Linked DNA regions of Mus musculus: all the other regions are linked to region 1. The links are chromatin contacts, called in public HiChIP or PLAC-seq maps. All regions are on one chromosome and are shown on one strand. Each heading gives the region's core, a stretch centred on a gene start, on an enhancer-like site or on the middle of the called end of the contact. The rest is flanking DNA. Distances are from core to core; before and after follow the strand shown.

Region 1 (4,759 bases), core at 572-3,071:
TGGAACTCACTTTGTAGACCAGGCTGGCCTTGAACTCAGAAATCCACCTGCCTCTGCCTCCCAAGTACTGGGATTAAAGGCATGCACCACCAATGCTCGGCGAGAATGTCCTTGAATCAAGTCCTCTGCCTTAGCTTAAGCACTGCTCTGTAATCTTTCTCTCAGGTAAGAAGTTTATGTAGGGCCTTGCTAGTCCAGGCTAGCCTCAAACTCAAACTCTCCTAGCAATCCTCCTGCTTCATTCAGCCTTCCTATGGTTGGGTTTACATGTGTATGCCACTCGATCCAGGTATAATTCATTTTACTCACAGATTATCCCAAAACAAAATCCCAAATTTCCATTCTGCATAAAATTCCTGCTAAGCCAGGCAGACATCTTTAATCTCAGTATTCAGGAGGCAGAAAGAGGCAGGTAGAGCTCTATCAGTTTGAGGCCAGCTTGATCTACAGACAGAGTTCCAGGACAGCCAGGGCTACATAGAGAACCTCTGTTTCCAAACACACACACACACACACACACACACACACACACACACACACACACAAAATTAATTAATTAAAAATAAATAAATAAATAAATTTCCTTCTGGCTCCTCAGTAGAAAAATGCAGGCTATGGGGGCTGGGAAGATGGCAGTGAAGAAGTGCACTGCTCTTGCAGGGGATCCGAGTTTGATTCCCAGGATCTGTGTCAGGTGCCTCACAACTGCCTACAATTCCACAATGAGGGTATCAGAAAGCCTCTTCTGGCCTCTGCTGGTGCCAGGTATTCACACATAACACAGGAAAAACATTCATATTCAAAAAACATGTTAAATACATTAAAAAAATAAAAATTAATGTTTTGGGGACATTTTCCTGTCTGTAGATCATCATAAAGTGACAAAGTAACCTAGAGATCTGGGAAAAGACTTTAGAGAGATGAAAGACTGTTCAACCCGGGCTTGGTGGTGTGTCTGTAGTTCTAGGCATTTGGGAGGCTGGGGTGGGGTCAAGGTTTTAGATGACAAATTCAAGGTCAGTTTAAGAAACACAAAGTGGAATCTCATCTTTTAAAAACCATCCCACCTAGGAAGCATGTCTTGACAAGTTTAAAACAGAAAGTGCAGAGCAGATACAATCTAAAGCAACAAAAGCTAAGTAGTAAAGTTCTTGCTTGGAACGAGGCCCTGGCTGTGTCTTGGTGTGGTCACCTTTCTTTCTGCTGAGCTTCTTGGAATGGGTGCGTCGGAAGTTTCCCTTCTCTTAATCCTTTCAGGGGCTCCAGATGCACGTTAGATTGCTTTTGACTTAAACTGTTGCCCCTGGTACAGTGCCTGATGAGTTATTACTATTTCCAGTTTTCTAACTTCCATTTCTGCTTAAATTGTTACATCTTTATAGATGCCTTCCTCATCTGTGTTCTTTACCATCTCTAAATGCTTTTTTGAATAAAATATACATTTTTACCTCCATTTCTTCTACCTTCTCAAACAAACAAACAAACAAACAAACCCATTAATTGTTTCAAGGTCTTTCTCCAGTGTGTTATCTCAGAGACTGTTTTTTCTCCTCATTTGAAGCACTTCCCTGGTTCTTTCTGTGCTTGGTAATTTTGAATGCTAAAATACCGCTTTCTCTTTTTCGTTCGAGGTTTTTTGTTTTGGCACACAGTGTTAAGCTGCTTGGGATCAGCCTTCAAAATTGCTTCTGTACTGAGAGGGTGGGTGCAGCACAACCTTTAATTAGGGCTGAGTTAGCCTCACCCCAGGGCCATGCATACCCTTTGATGGCCTGCAAACACTCCAGCTAGTAGGAACAATCTATGTCCAACTCTGTGTGAGGTCCTGGATCACTTTGCCTAAGGCTTTCCCAGTGCTGAAGTACTCCCTCTCAAACAAGTTCAGATCAGTGCTAGACCTAGACCCTCTGCCTGTCTAGAGTTCTTTATATCTTTTTCACTTAGGTAATCTACTCCCAAATTTTCTTCCTTCTCTCCTACTCTAGCCAACTTTTATGTCTAGCTTCCCAACCAAGTTAAGACCATCAACTTTATTTGGGGTCCTTTAATTCATTCTGCAGCCTGCAAACTTCTATATGAACTGACAACCCAAGAGCTCAGGTTTGCTTCTTTCTCTGAGAAATCTCTGCTCAGTATTACCCAGTACCTACAAACGGCTATCTTGTATGCTTACTGGTTTCTTTTTCTTTTAGTGTTGAGGACAGGACTAAGGATTGCATTGCCTAGGCAGTACACTATATATACACTGAGCCAGTTGTCTGGGCTTGGTGGCTCTGGCCCAAGTAGGGAACTCACTACCCTCACAGTTGCTCACCATAACACCTGGCTTGTTCTTTGAGATAGTCTCACTGTAGCAGACTAGCCTCCAGTTTGAGAGGTTCTTCCGCTCTCACCCTTCCAAGTGTTGGCATTACAGGACAAGGCCACTATGCCCAGCTAGTTTTCTGGTTTCTTTTCTTTCCTCTTTCCTACTTCTTTACAGGGAGAGGCAGCGACGTGGGTGTCAGAGGACAATTTGCAGAAGTCAGTTCTCCACTTTGAACATGTGAGTCCCAGGAACTGAACTTAGGTCATCAGATACCTTTACTCCCTGAGCCACCCATCTCACCAGCCCTGTTTGCTGCTTTCTTAAGGTAGCAAAGTATGATGAGTACGGTCAACATCCCAGGATTTAGACTTTCCTGGAAGATGGGCCCCTGAGCATGCCCGTAAGGGATCCTCTTGGTTATGTGGATTGGTGTGTAAAGACCCATTTTAACTGGAGGTTGGACTAGTCCTTGATCTATATAAAATGGGGAGAATAAACTGAACTCGGGCATTCATTACTCTCTGGCTGCAGACAAAGCATCCCTGATGTTTCAAGTTCCTGCAGACTATAAGCTAGAATAAACCCTTTCTCCCTTAAGTCACTTTTGTCAGGATGTCTTGGCACCACAACAGTTTTCCTTCTGGAAACTAAGCCAGGGGGTTAGATTCAGCCCTAGTTTTTCTGCTCTTGCTAGATAGAATATTGCAAGTCAAATGGTGATGCCTTCGGTTCACATCTAAAGCCTTTGTCTTACTCAGCCCAATGCACCCTCTTTGTAATGTCCAAGCAATGAGTTCCCTCCTTTCTCCTGACATTTGCTCCACTTTCATGTCTAATACTGAACTCTCTCCTTCATAGTGCCTTAGTGCCTTGGATTTCTTCACTTAGCAACAGCACAGAGAAGAAAAACAAACTTTAGAATGTAATCAATTAGTTTTTTAAAAAATCAAGTCTATCCTTTTTACTATATACATAACCAGAAAAATAACCAGAAGTTAATTCCTTTCCAATGTTAAGATGACCTGTTCTGGGTATTTTAATTGTTATTGTTTTATTTATTTTGACACAGTTTCTTTGTGTAGTCTGGTTGTCCTAGAACTCTTTTTTGTGGACCAGGATGACTTCAAACTCAGAGATCCACCTGCCTCTGCTACAGACCCACTGTTCTGGGGTTTTGTTTTTGGTTGAGTTTTTTTTTGTTGTTTGTTTTTAATGTACAGAAGTGCTCTGACTTCAGACACAACAGAATCGGGCACTGGACCCTATTATAGATGGTTGTGAGCCACCATGTGGTTGCTGGGAATTGAACTCAGGGCCTCTGGAAGAGCTTCTGAGCCATCTCTCTAGCCCCTGGTCCCCCTCCCCTCATTCTAATGATGCACAGCCCTCCAATAAGCCTCAGTCTTTAACTGTTTCCTTTGTTTCCATACCCATCCATAAACCCTGCCATAGCAAGGCTTGGGGGTGCATGCCTATAAATTCTAGCGCTCAGGAGGCTGAGGCAAGAAGACCACAACTTGAGGCCAGAAAGGACTACATAGTGATATGATATTGCATAAAACCCAATTTAAAAAACAAAACAAAACAAAAACACTAACCAAAGCCAGACTTACCTACCATAAACAATTCACAGGAATTGCAGTGAATACTGCAGAGGGAGTTAGAAGAGTGGTCTTAAAGTAGTATTAAAAGCCACTTTTTTCCAGGTCAGACATTCAGAAATCATCAAATATGAAGCAATAACCCTGGCATAAAAGATTGTGTAGGGAGAAAGAAGTTGATATTGAGGATAGGCCCAAAGCTGGATAAGCCCAGAGGAAAAATTATTGAGCAGGTGGGGAGGATGGGGATACAAGTCTGCCTTTCGTCTTGGTGCCTATTGATATAGGAGAAACACACAAATGAGGCTTCAAACAGCATTTTAACAGAAGCTATTCTGACAAATAACTTAACAGTCAAAATGGTTAATTGGATAATGAACACCAGTCATCAACTTTCTAACCTCAGAAACGGGCTCTGAATGCTGGTATCTTTTTTTGTTTGTTTGTTTGTTTTTTGAGCTAGGGTTTCTCTGTATAGCCGATGGTATCTTTTAATATTATTTTAGAAGTGGTAAATAAAAGAACAAGGTACAGAATTCAAAAGTTGTAAAACAGTATGGATGAAGTCTGAGGCATTAGATAAAGTAAAATAAGCTTTTCAGCCTGATGTGGAGCACATGCCTGCAATCTCAGCACTCCGAAGGCAGGACGGCCAGGAAAGACTGAGCCTAGCCCTGCTGCATGAGACCTCCTTCCAAAACAAAACACAACACAACTTACTCACAAAACGACAACTACTAAGTAAGCTTTGCTGTACACATTTTACCTCTACTTTTAATTTTTTTCACTATTCAATTCCTGAAGTTTTATTTTACTAAACTTGTTTTTTTTTAAACAGTCACATGTAGCC
Region 2 (4,759 bases), core at 738-3,237, 260 kb before region 1:
TCGAACACACCAACTACATCATCGGAGACACCGTCTTCAATAAACACTTTAGCTGTCTAACTAAAGTTCTGTGGGGATAGAAAGAAGGCTCAGTTAATCTTCCAGGGCACCTGGGTTGGGCTGGTGGCAGCTCCAGTGGCAGCTCACAAGGATCTGGGATCACAGGCGTGTGCCACTAGGTCTGGCCCATAATTAGAATTCTACAGACTTCCCATACTGACAAAAACCATCCTGTAGGTCCACCACCCTTGCACTGTGCTCTGTATCCCCGACCACTCCACCCCACCCCCAAATCAGGCCCAGTTTTCTCTAATGCTCGTGTGTAAAGAGGAGAGCACTAGATGAGAGAGGGAAGAAGGGTCAAAAGGAAACACGAAGCTTTAAAACCATGGGCTCCTGAGAATGTTCAGACAAGGCAACGACAGAAGCCTGGGAAAATACGAGTTCCAGAACTGTGACATGGCTTCAGGTTATTTCCATTATGTTAAACTCACAGCTCTGGATTCTCTGCATCAGAACTAAAGCTGTGTGTCTTACAGTATGTGGAAATCCTCCCGTGATTTGTTGTATTATACAACTATGGGACAGGTAAGAAATCACCCCCCTGTCCCAGTATTGACTAGCCTTGCCACCAGGCTACCACTACTCTGTGAACAGGGCCTGGTACCACACAGCTAACAACACCCCAATATGAGGCTGAGGCAGGAGGATCACAACTTCAAGCTACACAGAGAGTTGGAGGCCAGCCTGAACTACACAGTGGACCTGTCTTTAAAAAAAAAAAAAAATTATGTTTTAGCCGGGCTTAACCGGCATGGCAGTGCACACCTGCCAACGGCAGCACTAGGGAGTCTAAGAGAATCAAGGTCAGCCTCGACTGAGTCGTGGGTTTGGACTATCTAAGGCTGCAGGAGACCCCAGACTCCAGGATTCAGATTAAAACCAAAACAATACCGTTATTACACTGTGAAACCTTGGCAGTGTGGCCCACGCCTATATCTCTGAACTACGGAGTCTGAATCGGGAAGATCGGTGTTGAAGGTGGGTCTTGTCTACATAGGGAAATCCTAGCCAGTTAAGGCTGCATTAAACCCTCTTTTGGATACATTTTTGACAACCCAAAGTCAAGTCACAAATCTAAAACTGAACACACACACACACTCACACTCACTCTCTCACTCTCACTCTCTCTCTCTCTCTCTCTCTCTCTCTCTCTCTGTCACACACACACACACACACACACACACACACACACACACACACACACAGAGAAGTTGGAAAGATGGCTACGGGGTTAAGAATACCTGCTATTCCTGAGGACCAGAGTTAAGTTCTCAGCAACCCCATCATCAGGCAGCTACCAATGGAGTGTAACTCTGGGTCTAAGGACACAACGCCCTCTTCTGGAGTCGGTGGGTATTTGCGCTCACGTGCGCAGACAAGATAATACAAACACATCATGTAAATAATTTTCCAAAACAATCATTTTTTTTTCTAAAACTTGCAAAGGATGCTAGTAGGTCCACGCAGCCTTATTCAGCCGACCTATACAAGCCTTGACTGAGGGAGCAGGACTCCGCAGGCCTCGGGAGGATGGAACAGGACCGGGTCAGCTAATAGAGGAGTGAACGGAGCTGGGGTGGCTGGGAGAGCCTGCGCACCGATCCGCCCAGCACGCCGTGGGCCCCGGGTTCAGGGTCCCCGGTCCCGGCCCATGCGCCCGCGATTACGACCCCGTCTCCTACTCACCGCCCCGCAGACTGGCGGCTCGAGCCCGCGGACGCCCGCGGCCTGGCCCTGTTCACTCGCGGCGGCGCGCGGCGGGCCCCGGGCTGCCCCGCACCATCCTCTCCGCCGCTCCGGAGACAGCGAGCGGCTCCTCGGGGCCGAAGCGACGACCCGAAGCCAGGCCAGAGCGCGCCAACGGGACGCCGGCTCCGCGCGCTGCGAACGCCGGGCTTTCCGGGTGAAGGCAGAAAACCACGTCACCACTAACGCCGCCGTGACCTCTGACCCCGCCCGCGCGCGACGGCGGCGCGGAAGGGACAGAATTGCTCCGGGGCGAGCGGCGGGTGGGGTCGGGGTTAGGAGGAGAAGCAGACTGTCTTCGTTTTGCAAATGGGAAAAGCATACACGGAGCTGCCTGAAATTTATCACTCGCATTCGCGAACTGCCGTGAGCTTGCTCGGTTCCGTCCCGAAGTGCTTCTGCAGGTCTTGGTGTGTATGGCGTGAGATAGTAAAGAGGACACGATTTTCGTTTATTTTTGTTGGAATTTTTTGTTTTGACACAGGGGTCTCGTGGATGGCAAGAGCTGGCTTCCTGTTCTCTCTGGAGCCCAATGAGGAGCCAACTACCTTAGTCATGGTGTTTGAGCACACTAATACCACCCTCCTCTCTGTAGACGGGACTCTAGGATCCACTGGATGGGAATCTGTCGCGTTTCTGGACAACAGGACAATTCATTTCAAGCCATGTCTCAGTCCCCAAGGACCTAGCTGACCTTAGAAGCAGCAAAATATTATCCTTTTTAAATTCCTCTAACCACATTAATACTGACCTTTGTACATGATTATTGAAAACCCAGGAGATCAGTTACACTTATCCATTTGTCTGGTCTTGACTTTTTTTGTTGTTCTTTAAAGACACGGTTGCTGGGCAGTGGGAAGGTTGTCCTTTGATCCCAGCATTCAAGAGTCAGAGGCAGATAGATCTTTGCATTTGAGGCCAGCCTGGTCTGCAGAATGAGTTCCAGGAAGCTGGGGCTAAACAAAGCCTGTCTTGAAAAAAAAAAAAAAAACCAAACCAACCAACAAACAAAAGAGATAAGGTCTTTCAATCCATCCCTGGCTGACTTAAAACTCACTATGTGACCCAAGCTGGTCTCAAACTCAAAGATCCATAAGTGCTGGGATTAAAGGTGTGCCATGAGACATGAGAACATTTGTGAGAATTTTCTCCTTAGGTAAAGACTATGCGATGTTTATCCCCTTTTCCTAAGGTCTCGGTGACAAACCAAAGTTCCCCCTGGAATGCCAGTAAATGTATCTGGCTTACTTACAGAGCATAGGCAAGAGGTTACTGCCAGCAGGGTGAGTGACCTCAAAGCAACTACACTGGAAAGTCCTCACCCAGAATGGATGATGGCTTCCCATAGAATGTGTAAGTGGAACTCTGATGCTTGTCTCCTCCAGAACCTCAAAGCCAAATAGTTCCAGGGAAATCGTATAGAAGACATCTGCATGTGTATGTCTGTGTGTGCACAGCATGTGTGTGCTCTCATTCCAGACAATGAGCTACCACTGCTATGCTTTTGGTTTTGAATAAGTGCAAGGAGCAGGTAGAAAGGCAGAAATACACAGTAAAACGTGATCAAATCGATGTCTATGACATCAAGCAGAACTCAGATAAGGAAGGCCTTAAACCTAGGAGGCTGGAGAAGCTGCTGAGAGGTTTTTTTAGACAGAGTGTCTTCTGTACTCTTTACAAGGGCTGACTGACAACAGTTCTTGTTATTTTTATTTAGTGCTTATAATCTAGCAAATATTGAAGTGGACTGAATGAAAATGGACCCCATCGGCCCATATGCTTGAATGCTTGGTCCCTAGTTAGAGGAACTGTTTGGGAAGGATTTAGGAGGTGTGGCCTTGTTGAAGGAGCTGTGTCACTGGGAGTGATTTTGAGGTTTCAAAAGTCCCTGCCAGGCCCACTATCTTCTCGTCTCTCCCTACTTGCTGCCTATAGATCAAGAGGTAAATCTCTCAGCTACTGCCTCAGCACCCTGCCTGTCTGCTTCCCTCCATGGTGATCATGAACTGACCCTCTGAAACTGTAAGCAAGCCCCCAATTAAAGACCTTCTTTTATAAGAGATTTCCTGGTCCTGGTGTCTCTCCACAGCAACAGAACAGTAACTAAGATAAATATAGACCACAGAAAAATGGCTTAAAAGAGAGAGGAAAAAAAAATCAGAATGGGATGACATCATCTTGTTCATTTTTGGTAGCCTGTTTATGTCACTGTCACTAACTCCCAGGTTGCAAGGAAATCTGGAGACGGGGTAAATAACAAGCTTGGAATAAAAGGAGTCTTAAGAGGGAGGCAGAATATTCTATCTCAAAGAAAAACAGGCTTAGAGACGGTGGAGCCAAAGGAGCAGACGTCAGGACCCAGCCAAGCCAAGCATGGTGGCTCGTGGGAGAATCCCTGGGGATTCAGAGTAAGTCCAATGCTGAGCTGTTATTAGAGGCAACTGCATACAAAGACACTGTGTGGTCATCAAACCCTGACGGAAATCGACTTATGAGAAAATGGGATGTTTAATTGATTATTATCAGGGAAAACAAAGATGAGGAAGTACAGGAAGAAAAAAAAAATCGCATGGGAACAGAAAAGCCATCTTACCTACAAGGTCGTCTGTTGTAAAGATCACTTCTGGCTGTCCTTAGAGGGTCAGAGTGCCCTTAGACATGAGTCTCCTTCGCAGAAGAGGCTATATAACATATAAACAGAAAAGCCTTAAGGCATAGCATGGTGCATCTTCCTTGAGCTGGAAAGCCTGCTGTACAGGCTACTTCCTTCTGTCCTGTGCCAGGAGTCAGGGTGCTCTGAAGATACAGAACGTGTCTCTTCCTCAGACAAGGCTGTTGGCAAAACCTAAGGGAGGGAGGGACTTCTTGCACGTGATAGCCAACCCCAGTCCAATTCCCACTTAGTGGGGGGGTTCTTCACACTCTTGAACTCAAATGCTCTGTCTGCTGC
Region 3 (4,759 bases), core at 790-3,289, 180 kb before region 1:
CCACTGTGCATGGTGGTGCACTCCTTTGATCCCAGCCATTGAGAGGCAGAATCAGGAGACTCTCTGAGTTCTAGACTAGTGAACTCCATAGTATAGAGTGAGCTCCAGGCCAACGTGGGCAACCTAGAGAGACCCTGCCTCATTAAAAAAAAAAAAGACAAAAATAGATGAGATAAAACGTACCTGAGACTTGCCTTACAGTAGAGACTAAAATTCACAAAATATCAGTGAATTAAATGCACAAAATTTACAATTCTAAGTATGAGCTCAACTCTATTATTATTATTATTATTATTATTATTATTATTATTATTATTATTATTTTGAGACAGAGTTTCTCTGTGTAGCTCGGGCTCTCCTGGAACTCACTACATAGACCAAGCTGGCCTGGAACTCACATTTATCTGCTGCCTCTGCCTTTGGAATTGGAGGTGTGTACCACCAAGCCCAAAAATTCAACTCTTACTCTCACGGTGCAAAATGCCTTTCACATTTCTGCAGAAATGCTAAGCCCACTTTAGGTATACGCTAAGACTCAGATGTCACTTAGGTGTAATGCTTTGCACTTCTGGAGTTCTTTCTAAAAGGCAGCACCCACTAATGTACTTCTTTGCTCCATATGCGAAACAAAAAAAGTCAGGGAAAAGAGTCCTAGAACTCACAGGGAGGGATGTGACTCACAGGAGGCCGGGACTGGACAGCTGGCCTACAGTCTGTGGGATTGTGTGTCCTGTCACTCAAACCACAACTTCTGCCCAATGACAGTGCACAAAAAAAAGTGTCACCGCCGTGTTGGCCCTTTTCCCTGACTGCAGAGTTATGTCTAGAATTTTGCTTATGTTCACAAGTTTCCCACGATGCTGGCAATTCGGGGATTCTAACCCTACCACAATACTGTCAGCTGCCGGAGAGCCTCACTCAAGCCAGCCCCCTCAGATTGTCGAGTCTCCACATCTGTATCCATCTTCCTATCCATCTCTACATCTGTATTCATCTTCCTATCCATCTCCAGGGTCAGTTCAGGTGCAAAGTGTCACACACAGGAAGGGCTACTAACGAAGCCACTCCATAGCACAATACAGCAACTGATAAATGAAGCCCCTAATCCCTCCATCATCTCTGCTCTGAGTTCAACTCACCATTGCCCTCCTATTTCCCGAATTTATCTCCTGCATGTCCTTGCTCTCGCTGCTTTCTTGACCCCAAATCCTCTACCGTTCACTCTTGTCCATCTAGCAAATAAAATTACCCCATGTGGTAATGGAGATTGTTCACTGCATAACGGCACCTGGATGAGAATTGGTCCACTCAGGTGTGTCCTTTTCTTAAATCATACCAAGGCACCAGATAGGTTAACTGCAGGTAGTTTCTAATGCCACTCCCCCGGCAGCTGGAGGATACACCTGGATAACCCAGGTCCTCCTTTGGATTGTATGGAACATGCTATGTGTTGAGTCCTCGTCTAGTTGATAAAGGTGACATGAAATACAGGAATGGAACTGACATCTGGTAGTACGGGAAGAAGGGACTTGGAGTGCAGGTGACTCGGGGCAGGGAGGATACACCTAGTGTAGGAGTGGCATCAGGGGTGGATAGCTCCTTGGGAGGCTCTCCGCCCAAGGTCAGCTCTGCAAGCACCAGTCTCTCCCTCGCTTCCCATCAGCCCTCCCTTCCCCCATCGCTCGATCCAGGTACCTCCTGGGGCAGCAGGGGCAGCCCGTGCCCCGCTTGCGTGGCCGTAGGAGTGGCCGGCTCCAGGAAGTCGTCTTCGGCTTCGGAGCTGGACATGGCACCGTCCGAGTGACGGCTGTCTGGCTCCCGCCCGGTGACTACCACCATCCCTCTGGCTCTGGGCGGTGGGCGCGGCTTCGGGTAGGCGGGTGGGCGGAGGCCTGAAGAACTAAAGCCAAGCAGTGCCTGACATGACGAGATGGGCCGCCGGCGGGCGCTAGACGCCGAGGACCTGCAAGCAGTTAGGATGTCCTGTGCTGCCCTCCAACAGTCTAACGACCAACGCGCCTACAGTTAGTCGCTGGTCTGACCTGGCTGCCTCCAGCCATTGGCCGAATCTTCGCTGGCTCCGCCCTGATTGTCAGGAGGTTCGCCCAATCACAGAACAAACAATTCGGCCTTAAGCCGTAGTGGCTACAGGCCTACCCAATTCTGATTGGCTCTTGGCTGACAAGCGCGAGCGACGCCTGTCTGCTCCAGGGTTTGGCCGAGGGGAGGTGATCGCCCACTGACGACCTCGATCAGCAACCACCGCGTGGACCCTGCGCTGCAAATCGGAACCAGGCGCTTCTTGCTATTGGCCGAGGTTTCATGAACTCCTGCTATGATTGGCAAGAGCATTGTCCAATTATAGGGTAAACACGTCTGGTTGGGTTTGTTCCATTCTGATTGGCTATCTAACTAACGGGAGCGCTACCTCCCTTGGTCCAGGCCACTTATCTAGGGAAGCGGCTCTCTGCGCATAGCAACCACAGCGCAGGTAGCATCTCTGGCCTCACCCGGTCGCCTCCTACTACTGGCAGTGTCCGATTAGCTCCGCTATGACGGTTAAAGGTCTGATCCAACCATCGAGGTCTCAAACTAGAGTGACAACTGACAACGGCTTGCCGATCAGTCCCATTCTTATAGGCCACCTAAAGGGCACGCGTTCTGCACTTCCGACGTTCAACGACAGCGCTGGTCCCCCGGCGCGGTTCCCGAAAGGACAGACCACCCAATTGCTCCTGCTATTGGCTGTGTCCTCGCTGGCCTCCGCCCCTGATTGGCAGGAAGCCCGCTCATAGGGGCAGCACCGTGGTCCTGCTTTCATTGGCTTTCTGACTAGCAGGCGCGAAGCTCCAGGCCACTCCACTTTATCATCCCGGTCCATGTGTCCTGGGAAAGGGCCCAGGACTGGCTGGTTTGTCTCCATAGCAGCGGGCCAGTGAAAAAAGGCCTAAGCAGGCTGTCCTTGAGGATGTGTTGTGGAGGGCTGAGGGCACCTGCTGTGTAATAGAAATTGAGCACTGCAACACCAATGGCTGGCAAGGACATGGCTGCTGTGCTAGCGCTTTTTCCGTGGACTCACACAGGAAGGAAAACCTTGGTTGCAAATACCTTTAATTGCAGCGACTTGAGAGGTTAGAAGGATTTCTGAGAATTCAACTCTTGTCTCTAGTATAATAAATAATAATAATAAATAATAACGGAACTGAGTATGGTGACTCACGCTGCAATATCAGTACTTGGAAGTCAAGGCCAGCTTCAGCTTCATAACATTGTGAGTCCAAATTGGGTTACATGAGACTGCTAAAAACAAACGCTAAAAATGAAAAAAATTAAATAACCACAGATGAGAAAAGAGAAAACCCCACTCCCAAACAGGGCTCCTCTTCTCCATCTGACCTGCCCACACATGCGTACGCGCAAAGCTGTGGCTTTATCAGATGCCTCCTATTTGTTTAAATTAGCCATTCAAAAATAAGTGGATGGAGAGTACACCACCAAAAGGCTCAAGCCCTCCTTTTGAACTGGATTTCTGAATATCTTCTCCCCTGGCAGGGAATCTGTGTTTTGCTGTATGTGACTTCAATAAAGCTTGGCTGACTGCCGAGTCCTCGCCTTTCCTGCTTGGTCATTCTTTCAACTGGACAGAGAAAAAGAAGCCATACCCGCAATTCTAGATGACCCTCTCCATGATAACGTCATCACCTCTGCACCAGGACACAGACAGAAACAGGCACTCCCAGAAGGCTCTTCCCAGCTAGTCAGATGACCCATTTGATGCAGCACGTCTCAGTCACGCATCGACTGTGTGACCTCTGTTGGGGGAGGTTCCTTCAGAAGAAGCCCCGCATCTTTCCACAGCTCCAATAGGCTTTTGTTACCTGTCCCAATAAACCACTTAAAAGAGAAAATCAGAGATTTAATCAACATGGCCCACACTGCGAAGAGGAAATGGTCATGCCAATTATCAGATGAACTTTAGGCTTAAGTAGATGACAGATTGAGGCAGAGGCTATGCACTAGTCAAGATGTGGGTTGTCTTGGTTTTGATTCTGTAAGTTGGTCCAAAGAAATCCTTTCAAGCTGATTAGGATAATTCCTACTCCAGGTGCGGCCTCAGTATCACAGATAATTTTTCCTATGGAGTGGTGGGTGGGTGTCTATTCTGTGAGCCTCTGCTGGTCCTAGAATCCAAGATGACTTTCAGATTTTGAACAGCAACTGAACGCCTTTCTAAGCCCCTGAAACAGAACACTGTCAAGAGGAGGCAGTTAAGATGGCTCAGTCATTCATTCTGTTGCCTTCCGCGGTGAAGGGAACTGGGGTAGGCTAAGGCAGATACTCAAGTGATTCGCCTGTGTGGAATCAACCAGGACTTTGACACAAAGAAGAAGGAGACGAAATGAGGACAGAGATGTGAGTCTGGGTTTTGTGTGTGAGGGCATCCAGAAGAGGGCCTCAGATCCCCTGGAGCTGGAGCTAAATACAGGAGGTTCTAAGTTGGCCAATGTGGGTGCTTGGATCAGAATTCAGGTTCTCTAGAAGATCAGCAAGTGCTCTTAACCACTGAGCCATCTCTCCAGCCCCCTGTAATCAGTTTTCTGTGCTGGAGCTTTCTTCTACTTCTGCCAAGAATTTCCTTTAGGAATGCACTTTCCCATTTGGTTTCGTTTATACAGCTTAGGAACTCCAAGGTCAGCAGCCTGGGATGAGGGCTGCTGGGAAAGTAGGAAGGGATAAAGGGGGAGGTCTGGGAAGGAGG

What was found. HiChIP or PLAC-seq counts read pairs in DNA pulled down with a chosen protein or histone mark.
Region 2: an H3K4me3 HiChIP or PLAC-seq map of embryonic stem cells shows a contact between it and region 1, with 10 read pairs. The contact joins the promoter of Tmem248 here to the enhancer-like site in region 1. A contact is called at or near these places in 2 of 39 promoter capture datasets (liver and pre-B cells), 1 of 484 Hi-C or Micro-C datasets (erythroblasts), 4 of 115 datasets of contacts at active chromatin or transcription factors (cardiomyocytes, embryonic stem cells and extraembryonic endoderm stem cells) and 3 of 9 other capture datasets (adipose tissue, liver and pancreatic islet).
Region 3: a contact with region 1 is called in an H3K27ac HiChIP or PLAC-seq map of embryonic stem cells, with 2.5 times the contacts expected there. The contact joins the promoter of Kctd7 here to the enhancer-like site in region 1. A contact is called at or near these places in 1 of 15 datasets of contacts at CTCF or cohesin (the NIH/3T3 cell line), 3 of 115 datasets of contacts at active chromatin or transcription factors (embryonic stem cells and fetal liver) and 3 of 9 other capture datasets (adipose tissue, liver and pancreatic islet).

Annotation. Positions count from the first base shown.
Region 1 is chr5:129,963,658-129,968,416 of GRCm38.p6, reverse strand. All of the region lies in intron 1 of Vkorc1l1 (vitamin K epoxide reductase complex, subunit 1-like 1), which reads right to left. Among named protein-coding and RNA genes, the nearest start is that of Vkorc1l1, 24 kb to the right of the region's middle. Within about 2 kb of position 1,821, at least 28 of the 459 cell types and tissues checked have an H3K27ac peak or open chromatin away from gene starts, as enhancers often do. A contact at or near this core is called in adipose tissue and embryonic stem cells, where this site is marked.
Region 2 is chr5:130,219,563-130,224,321 of GRCm38.p6, reverse strand. It overlaps Tmem248 (transmembrane protein 248), which reads right to left and starts at 1,987. Exons shown (of 7, transcript NM_027854.1): 1 at 1,750-1,987. It overlaps Gm6598 (a long non-coding RNA gene), which reads left to right and starts at 456. Exons shown (of 2, transcript XR_377119.4): 1 at 456-588; 2 at 2,294-2,604.
Region 3 is chr5:130,142,163-130,146,921 of GRCm38.p6, reverse strand. Kctd7 (potassium channel tetramerisation domain containing 7) reads right to left here and starts at 2,039. Exons shown (of 4, transcript NM_172509.4): 1 at 1,696-2,039. The coding sequence starts at 1,839.